Linked DNA regions of Mus musculus: regions 1 and 2 are each linked to region 3. Evidence: chromatin contacts called from public HiChIP or PLAC-seq data. All regions are on one chromosome and are shown on one strand. Each heading gives the region's core, a stretch centred on a gene start, on an enhancer-like site or on the middle of the called end of the contact. The rest is flanking DNA. Distances are from core to core; before and after follow the strand shown.

Region 1 (2,921 bases), core at 177-2,676, 42 kb after region 3:
AGTAAACTGTATTTCTATCTGCCTTGTGATTGTGGATCAGATGTAAGAATTCAGCTAGTTTTTCAGTGTTGTGCCTGCCTGCTCCAGACCACAAGTCCCCAATTAACTGCCTTTTATATGTTGCCTTGATCATGGTGCCTTTTCATAGCATTAGAAAAGTAACTAAGACAGGTAACATGGCAGTGGGTCTGCTGGATGGCCTGAGTCTGGTTAGCTGCTTTGGAACTGTTAAGCTTCTTCCCAGAGTACTTACCTATCTTCTCTCTGCAGACTATTTGAGAGTTTTGTTGCTCTGTCTTTTTTTTTTTTTTTTTTAAGATTTATTATTGCATGTAAGTACACTGTAGCTGTCTTCAGACACTCCAGAAGAGGGCGCCAGATCTCATTACAGATGGTTGTGAGCCACCATGTGGTTGCTGGGATTTGAACTCAGGACCTTCGGAAGAGCAGTCAGTGCTCTTAATCGCCGAGCCATCTCTCCAGCCCCTGCTCTGTCTTCAAATGGACACTTAAATTTTTATTCTGTCCATCGTAGTGTGTCACATTAATGTATTAGTTTGATTTGTATATATTTCTTTAATTGCTGTTTAATTTTCCAAATCTAGCATTTAGTGTCTTATTTTGCTCAATTTTGTTTTCTATATTAAAAATACATGTGCATAGTTATGTATGAAGTATATATTGTTTTATGTACAGCTGTTTGTAATTGATTTAGGCCATATGTGTAATGAGTACATTTATGCTTTTTCTTTCTTCCTGAGTTGTATTCATTATTCTCTCCTAAACAATATATCCCAACCACAGCATCCCTTCCCTCCATTCCTCCCAGTCCCTCCCCTACCTCCACTCTCCCTCAGATCCAATGCTCTTCCATTTCCCTTCAGAAAAGACAGGGCTCCCCAGTGATACCTACTAAACACAGCACAACAAGATACAATAAGACTTACTGGCAAGGCAACCAGTAAGAGGAAAAGGGTCCCAAGTGCAGGAAAAAAGTCAGAGACACCCCCTCTCCTACTGTCAGGATTCCCACAAAACCCACAGCAACCACTTCATGTATGCAGAGGACCTAGTGCAGACCCATGCAGTCTCCGTGATTGCTGCTTCAGTCTCTGTGAGAACCCTGCATAGTTGATACTGTGGGCCATATTCTCCTAGTGTCCTCACCCTTCTGGATCTTAAAATTCTTCCTCCCCCTCTTCCACAGGGCTCCCCAAACTGCCTAATGTCTGGCTGTGAGTCTCAGCATCTGCTCCCATCAGTTGCTGGATGACACCAATCTATGAGTATAGCAGAATATTGTTATATTGTTAGGAAGCATTTCTTTTTGCTTTTGTCAGTTGTGTTTGGTTCTATCTTATGTCTCTGAGTCATACAGCCTCCAAGCAGTGTCAGGCATGGGTTCCTTCTCTTGGCTTTGGCCTCAAGTTAGTCATCGGTTTGCCACTCTAACAAGCTCTGAGCCACCATTGCCCCAACACATCTTCCAGGCAGGACGGGTATGGTTTGAAGGTTTTGTGGCTGGGTTGGTGTCTTGGTTCCACCAGGTTACTAAAGATGGTCAGTTCAGGCCCAGTGTTTGCCATTACTGTGAATCTTCCTCAGAGTCCCTTCATTTGAGTTCCAGAAGTTTCTACTGCACCAGGCTTCTATATCATCCTAAGTGCCCCTATCTCAGTCATCCCTCCCATTCCTATCTGATCCCCTCCTGTTCCGATCCCTTAGCCAACCTGAAGAATCTATTTCCCATTTCCAAGGAGATTCCACTTTCCCACCCCTCCTGTGTGTGACTATGCTACAGTGTACATGAACAAACATGTAGAAAGCCAGAAGTCAACCCTGGGTGTCATTTCTCAGGAGTTGTCCACATTGGTGTTTTGTTATTTGTTTGATGCAGGGTCTCATTAAACTTGGAGCTTACTGAGTTGACCAGACTGTCTGGCCAACAAGCCCAAGGGACCGGCCTATTTCTGCCCCTCACCCCTCAGCTCTAGGATTACAGGCATACATCATCATACCCAGCCTTTTATTATTGTCACATGCTTGTGTGTGCACACCCACACTTATAAACAAAACCTGTTGTGTTCATTTAGTGTTGCTCATCTGTATATGGGTTTAGAGCTGGCTACTTGGGATTAGGTCACATATTCCTTCTATCAGCAGTCAACAGTTGCCTATGATTTTTCATCTAAGGTAGAGGTCTTGTGAAATTTACCCCCAACCAGGTTGGTATGTCAACTTGTGTTATCATTGTATAGGACTCACTTATGTAACCATATTGAGATTTTATGGGGATAGCTTCCTGGTTTTTTTATAGCACTATCTCAGAGCAGAAGCCCTGCTTCTCTGGCTCTTAGTCATTCTGCCATCTCTCCAATGTTTCTTGAGCCTTCAATGTAGTGGCTGCATTATAGATGTCTCAGTTGGCACTGGGCACCCATGGCCACTTATTCTCTGCAGTCTGACTAGTTTTGTCTTTGTATAATGCTGTCTACTGCAGAAACAAACTTCTTTGTTGAGGAATGAGAATTCCATGTAATCTTTGGGTATAGTATTTAGAATGAGGTTGGGAATAATGCTGGTTTAGGGAAGTAGTGGGAGTAAAATCTCCTTTAGAGTTCTTAGCCTTACAGTCACACATAGCATGCACAGCTAGCTTGGGGTCTGAGTATTAAACTCAGTTCTCATGTTTACACAGCAATATCTTGTATCGCTCCAGCCCCTTGTATATGTTTCCGGGTAGTTAATCTCAATGCTGATTTTTTTTTCTTTTTTTAATGTGGTGCTGAGGATGTTCTACCCATAACTATTTTCCTCAGCCCTTGAGTGATTTCAGCCAATTTTGTTTATGGCATCCATTTTTGAGATTGTCTTCTTTCAGGAAAACTGATAGTTTTGGCCTAAGCTTATTGTCAATATAA
Region 2 (2,704 bases), core at 48-2,547, 50 kb before region 3:
CGGCTGGCACAGTCGGGAAACCAGAGCCTTTTAAGTCTCCTGGGTAAATGGGCAGATATGGCAATGAGGCTATGGCTCCGTGAGTCCAAGTTCTGACTACTTAAATAGCATGTTCCTTAAAGTAAGTAGTCCTGGTTAGAGTTTCATTGCTAAGAAGAGACACCATGATCAGGGGCAACTCTGATAAGGGAAAACATTTCATTGGGGCTGGCTTACAGTTTGGAGGGTTAGACCATGATGGCAGTGTGCAGCCAGACATGGTCCACAGGCAGCAGAAGCAACTCACTGGGCATAACGAGCATATATGACCTCAAAGTGGCATATATGTCCATTGGGCAGACATACTCAACCTAACTTTGGCGATAAGTGATCGATCCCCTTGGGCCCAGTGACTGGGGCTGCACATTTTTCTTTGGAACTGTTAATAGCCTGCAGTGACAATAGGGCTACTTAGGAGTGTAAGGTAGTGGGGTCCCAAGCCCAGAGTAGCGCTGGCCCTGGGCCCAGCTGGGCTTCATCTCTGGCAGCCTTTGCATCTCATTGCTCTGAGGGCTCCTCACTAGGCCTAGTACACGAGACTGAGCATGCTCCCACTCCGAGCTCTCAAATGCCCATATGTCACCATCCAGGGACCGCTGGCCAGTAGTCTACAGGGAGGAGAGCAGCTGGAGTGACCAAGTCATAAGCTGTTGCCCCGGAGCTTCAGAAAATGACAGGGTCTGAGAACTTCTAAGAAGCTTCGGTGGTTGCCTTGTGAGCTTTCTAAAAGCCCACTGACCAGCACGGAGGGAAGAAAGTCCCCCCAGAACCACAAGAATCCAAAACCCTGCCTCACCGTGAACTACATCGAATACCAACCAAAAGCAACCTAAAGAAAGCTGACCTGGGCCACAGGTTACTGGCCTCAAAGTCTTCGATCCTGGTTTTTGAATGATTTGAAGTTTACCAGCTGTAAAGAAAAGTAACAGGGCTTAGAGTATCAATGTTTCTATCACATAACCAATGTGCAGACCCACAGGGAAGTCCTGCATTAGGACTGCAGCCACAGGTCTCATCTATCTTGTGGTTGTCAGGCTCAGCATGGTCCAAAAAGGCTGCTCCAAGCCATCTATCACACCGACACCCCAGGAGCCATTAAGAACAAGCAGATGACTCAAATCTGGATATTTCCTGATGTCACCCCACCCCCACCAATTCCTCACCTGCTTGACCTTGATTTCCTGTCTACCTTCCAGCGGCAGGGGAAAAGGAGCATGGGAAAGAGGCTTTCGGGTGGGGCTCTTCAACCAGGGTATGCTATCCGGGTGAGATCGGCCACAAGGGCTGGGGTGAGGCCAGGTGGAGACAGGTCACACGAGCTGATTTTGTCTGTAGGCACTCTGATTTTGTTGTATGTTTTCCAGGGTGTTGGTTTTACATTTTTTAACCTCAATTTAAAAAAAAAAAAAAAAAAAAAAAAAAGATGTTTTCACAGCAGATGGTGGTGGCAGGTGTCTTTAACCCAAGCACTTGGGACGTTTTTGTAGATCACGGTACAAAGGGCTGGAGAGGTGGCTCAGTGGCTAAGAACAGTTGCCCTTGCAGAGACTTGGGTTTGATTCCCAGCTACCATTCCACAGCTTACAACCAGGGATCCAACACACTCTTCTGAACTCTATATGGTATACATACATACATACATTTATACACATAACACGGTAAATATATTAGTGGGGGGGTTACAGTTCAAGACAGGGTTTACGTAGCCTTGGCTGTCAAGAGAACTTTCTGTGTAGACTACGAGCTGGTCTCTGCCCTGCCTTCAAAGCCCTGGGATTAGAGGCAGGCATCACCAGCCAGGCCATTTTTTTTTTTTTGTTTATTTCTTTTGTTTTGGGGTTTGTTTGTCTTTCAAGACAGGGTTTCTCTGTATAGCCCTGGCTGTCCTGTAACTCACTTTGTAGACCAGGCTGGCCTCGAACTCAGAAATCGGCCTGCCTCTGCCTCCTGAGTGCTGGGATTAAAGGCGTGCGCCACCGCGCCCGGCTCAGCCAGGCCATTTTTAATGTCTCTTTCTTTCAAGCCAGCACACAGTGAGTTTCACTATGCAATTTTTATACATACATACCAACCTTGGTGTCTCAGGTCTAAAATTTTGCTAATTCAGGAGGCAACACGGTGCTCAGTGCCCCGATTCCATTTTCACAGAATCAAGGAAATGCACAGAAGATGGAGGAAAACAACCTGCATTCCAAGAGGACCAGCTCCATCTCCCAACAAACAACTCATTTCAGAGCCAGCATGGGAACCAGAGCTGACCCAGGACCTCGGCTGCTCTCAACCTTAATCAGAGGCAGTTCTTAAAGTGGGCAGCCATCCCTGGGAAAACACACAACCAGCTGATCAAAGAAGCACTGAGAAGAAACTAAGTAGGATACCAAAACGCTCACACTCCAGGGCTCAGGGGATATCACAGAAGCGGTGGGGAAACAATGTAAGAGCTATAAAATGAAGCCGTGCGCTGTGAAACGCTTCGTCCGGACACAACAGAGAGTCATGAACTCACAGAAGCCAGCTGCGGTGATCGGACAAAACCAGCACAAGACTGAAACAGCAAATTCCCAGTACAGTTGTGGCCCGTCATCTCCAGGCCCCGTTTGTTACTGGGGAGTTGATGCTGCTGGCATTTAATGGCTGCTGGCGGGAGACGTTTTCAAGTGTTCCC
Region 3 (3,083 bases), core at 293-2,792:
CTTCTCCAGAAATCACTGGGCTAAACGCATCCTAAAAAGCTTTGCCGGCAAAACGAGGGGAAAGACTCCATGCTCAAAATCAGCTCCGTTCATTTCCGGCCCGGTTTGCGGACAAGCCATTTAAACTCTTCCTAGCTTCCACCCCTCACCGTAAAAGCACACAGGAAAGAGACACACCTTACTCTAAGGTGACCATCCGGAGAGAAAAACACAGACTCAGGACAGTGCACGCGACCCAACAAGTGATAAAACAGTAACTAAGTAATAGGGAAATTCTGTAACTACTTGTTACCAGATGACAGATACTCTAAAACAGTCGCAGCTGGGTGAAGTGAATGTCCTCCATGAAGGGGGGCCGTTTCCTAGGTGTGTGTAAGTGTGTCACAACTGCAGGGCACCATGAGGAGCTGCGTTTTCTGCAAATTAAGCGCACAGGAAAGTTGCTTCTCTCCTAAAGGCCCAAGAAAGCCGCGCACGCGCGCTCGTTTCTCGGCGTTTCCTGCACTCATCCACGGAGTTGTGGCGGAGCTGCGGGCTTGCTCCGGAGATACCAGGCCCCGCTCCACTTAGGAAATCTTCCGAGCCCGTCCCTCTTCAAGGGAGTTTCCTGTCTTGGCAAAATAGATCGGACCGATCTGTTACATAATGCGACCCGCTCCGCACCGCCAAGGCTACGGGCGAGGACGTGGGCAGACGCCACGAGACCCCAGGCCTTCCGCCTCCTCCGCTGTCCGACGCCCGGCCCCTCGGCCGCCCCAGCCGCCCAGACAGCCGAGCTGCCCAGAGCCCGCCCGCCCGGCCCGGCGGCCTCCCCGCCTACTGAGCCCTGCCGATCGCTCCATTCTCTTGGCCGCGCCTCCCGCGCCGCGGCGGCCTCCTTCTACTCCTCTGTCTCCCCGACCCCGCCGCGGCCTCCGTGTCCCTCTCCGCCCCCACCCGGCTGCGGCCTCCGCCTCCGCGATCTCGCCGCGGCCTCGCCTCCCGAACCCGGCCTCTTGGGCGAGCCGCCGGCACCGATCTCCGGCGTCCCCGGCCGCGCCGGCTCACGGCGGCGCACGTCCGCCCGGCCTTCTCGGTCCCTCCGGCTCCCGCGCCCGCCAGGCCTCACGGCCTCGGGGCCTCGCCGCCCCGACTCTCCGGCCTCCCCGCCCGCGGACAATGCGGAGCCGCCGCTGCCGCCTCCAAACATGGCGCCTGCACCTCCGCCCCGGCCGGCGAGGCGGGCGGCGAACGGCGACCGTCAGACACTCACCTTCGGGGGCGCCGCGGCCGCGGGAGCCCGGCGGGCGGGCGGGCGCGGAGGCCGGCGCGGCCGAGGCGGCGCTAATGGCGCCGCGGCTCCTCCGCCAACGGCCGCGCAGCCGTGCCCCGCCGGGCTCCGGGGCGCGCTCGGCCAGCGGCTCCGGGCCCGCAGGGCGCCGCGGCTCGGGCGGGGTCGGCGGCGCCGGCACGGCCGGCTGAGGCCGGCTCGGGGCCCGGCCGGGCGGAGGACGCGGACGCGGAGCTGCTCGGACGCCTGCCGAGGCGCTGCTCGCTCCCCAGCGAAGCAAACAATGCGGCGAGCGCTCCGCCCGGCGCGCTGCGTGCGAGACGCGCCCCGCCCGCCGCCGCCACGACGCGCGCCGCGCCAAGCCGGGATAAGGGGGCGGGGCGGGACGCGAAGGAGAGAGTGGGGTGACCAGGAAGGGTGTTAGGGTGGGGATCCGGATGGGGGAGGAGTGCTACAAAAGTGGGGTGACTAGGAGGAGAATTCTGGGGGAGACAGGCTAGGGTTCCTGAGGATGAAGGACTGCTGCTGTAAGAGAAGGGTAACCAGATGAATGGTGTTTACTATGGGGTCAATGGCACTGAGTAGAGCAAGAATGCTGACCCTAGAGAGCCAGGTGGAGTTTCCTGAGAGTGCTTGCTTTCCAAGGGAGTGGTATTTTGAGAGAATCAAGAGATGCATCCTAAGGGGGGGAAGTGGGGTTCTGATAGTGTCTGGTGACCAGCGTGGTTCACGGAGGATGAGTTAGGAGGGAATGGAAATGAGGGCCGTGATGGAGGGGATCACCAAACAAGGGTGGATTTATTTGAGGAATAAATGGCTAGGACTGGGGAACCCTAAGGTGGCACTAGAAAGGCATTAACAAGGGCACGAGGTCAGTGGTTGGGTAGAGGAGGGTATGGAAAGGACTTGAGGATGACTAGTGACTGGGACAAGTAGTAGCAATCTCAAACTATGGGCAGCCAGGTCTGGGGGCATGCCTCCAACTCAGGCTTTCCTCTTCTTTTCTTTCTTTCTGTCTGTCTGTCTACCTTTCTTACTTACTTTGGTGGTGGTGGTTTGATTGTTTGGTTGCCTGATTTTTGGTTTTGTTGTTTTGAGACAGACTCTCACTATGTAATTCTGACTGTAACTCACTATGTAGTCAGAGATCGGCCTCCCTAAAGGCATGGCCCACCACCCATGACTTAGGCCTTCCTCTTATAAGCATTGTACTCATAGAAGTATTTAAGCATTGACATCCCTACCAAGGAGCTGGTAACACTTACAGCAGTGGTTCTCAACAGTCCTATTGCTGCTGATCAATGCTGTGATGGCCTCCAGCCATCAAATTCTTTCACTTCTACTTTATAACTATAATTTTCAATACTGTTATGAATGTAAATATCTGATATGCAGGACCAAAAGGGTTGTGACCCACAGGCTGAGAACCTCTGCTGTAAAAGGCTTGAAGATTTTGAAATCAGGGCCCTTTGGGTTGGTGCTTAGGGACACTGGTCTTACTCTCCAGCTTGTTCCGTCTACTTTGTCCTTAGTTTAAAAGTTAGTGGCTTCTAGAGAATTTTCATTATGAGACTCATCTGTAAGTATTTTGAAATGGGGGTGAAGACTGGGTAGTTCTTTGGTTGCCTTGGAAGGCTTATGACAGGTGTCATGGTGATGAAGCACTAGTCATGTGCCTGTGACATTAGCCTGGACCTCTCAGGTAAACAGAAGAGCTTTTCATTCGTGAGCAGAGCTGCTCTCCTCCCCGCCCATGACAGGCAGGGCAGGCTCACAGCTCAGGATGTGGCACCAAACAGTTATTGGGACAAGG

What was found. HiChIP or PLAC-seq counts read pairs in DNA pulled down with a chosen protein or histone mark.
Region 1: a contact with region 3 is called in an H3K4me3 HiChIP or PLAC-seq map of bone marrow-derived macrophages, with 2.9 times the contacts expected there. The contact joins the enhancer-like site here to the promoter of Brd1 in region 3. A contact is called at or near these places in 5 of 39 promoter capture datasets (the C10 cell line, the HPC-7 cell line, fetal liver and 2 more), 1 of 15 datasets of contacts at CTCF or cohesin (CD8 T cells), 8 of 484 Hi-C or Micro-C datasets (CD4 T cells, CD8 T cells, DN3 thymocytes and 4 more), 8 of 115 datasets of contacts at active chromatin or transcription factors (the 230-238 cell line, CD8 T cells, the SCID.adh cell line and 2 more) and 3 of 9 other capture datasets (adipose tissue, liver and pancreatic islet).
Region 2: an H3K4me3 HiChIP or PLAC-seq map of embryonic stem cells shows a contact between it and region 3, with 35 read pairs. The contact joins the enhancer-like site here to the promoter of Brd1 in region 3. A contact is called at or near these places in 1 of 39 promoter capture datasets (pre-B cells), 16 of 484 Hi-C or Micro-C datasets (the C10 cell line, the G1E-ER4 cell line, the P5424 cell line and 11 more), 7 of 115 datasets of contacts at active chromatin or transcription factors (the SCID.adh cell line, embryonic stem cells, pancreatic cancer cells and 1 more) and 3 of 9 other capture datasets (adipose tissue, liver and pancreatic islet).

What each region holds. Positions count from the first base shown.
Region 1 is chr15:88,774,480-88,777,400 of GRCm38.p6, forward strand. The region is part of intron 2 of Zbed4 (zinc finger, BED type containing 4); the gene reads left to right. Among named protein-coding and RNA genes, the nearest start is that of Zbed4, 24 kb to the left of the region's middle. Within about 2 kb of position 1,427, at least 8 of the 459 cell types and tissues checked have an H3K27ac peak or open chromatin away from gene starts, as enhancers often do. A contact at or near this core is called in bone marrow-derived macrophages, where this site is marked.
Region 2 is chr15:88,683,009-88,685,712 of GRCm38.p6, forward strand. No RefSeq gene overlaps it. Among named protein-coding and RNA genes, the nearest start is that of Gm35997, 22 kb to the left of the region's middle. Within about 2 kb of position 1,298, at least 9 of the 459 cell types and tissues checked have an H3K27ac peak or open chromatin away from gene starts, as enhancers often do. A contact at or near this core is called in embryonic stem cells and trophoblast stem cells, where this site is marked.
Region 3 is chr15:88,732,677-88,735,759 of GRCm38.p6, forward strand. It overlaps Brd1 (bromodomain containing 1), which reads right to left and starts at 1,543. Exons shown (of 13, transcript NM_001033274.3): 1 at 1,253-1,543. Gm41377 (a long non-coding RNA gene) reads left to right here and starts at 1,445. Exons shown (of 3, transcript XR_875560.2): 1 at 1,445-3,083.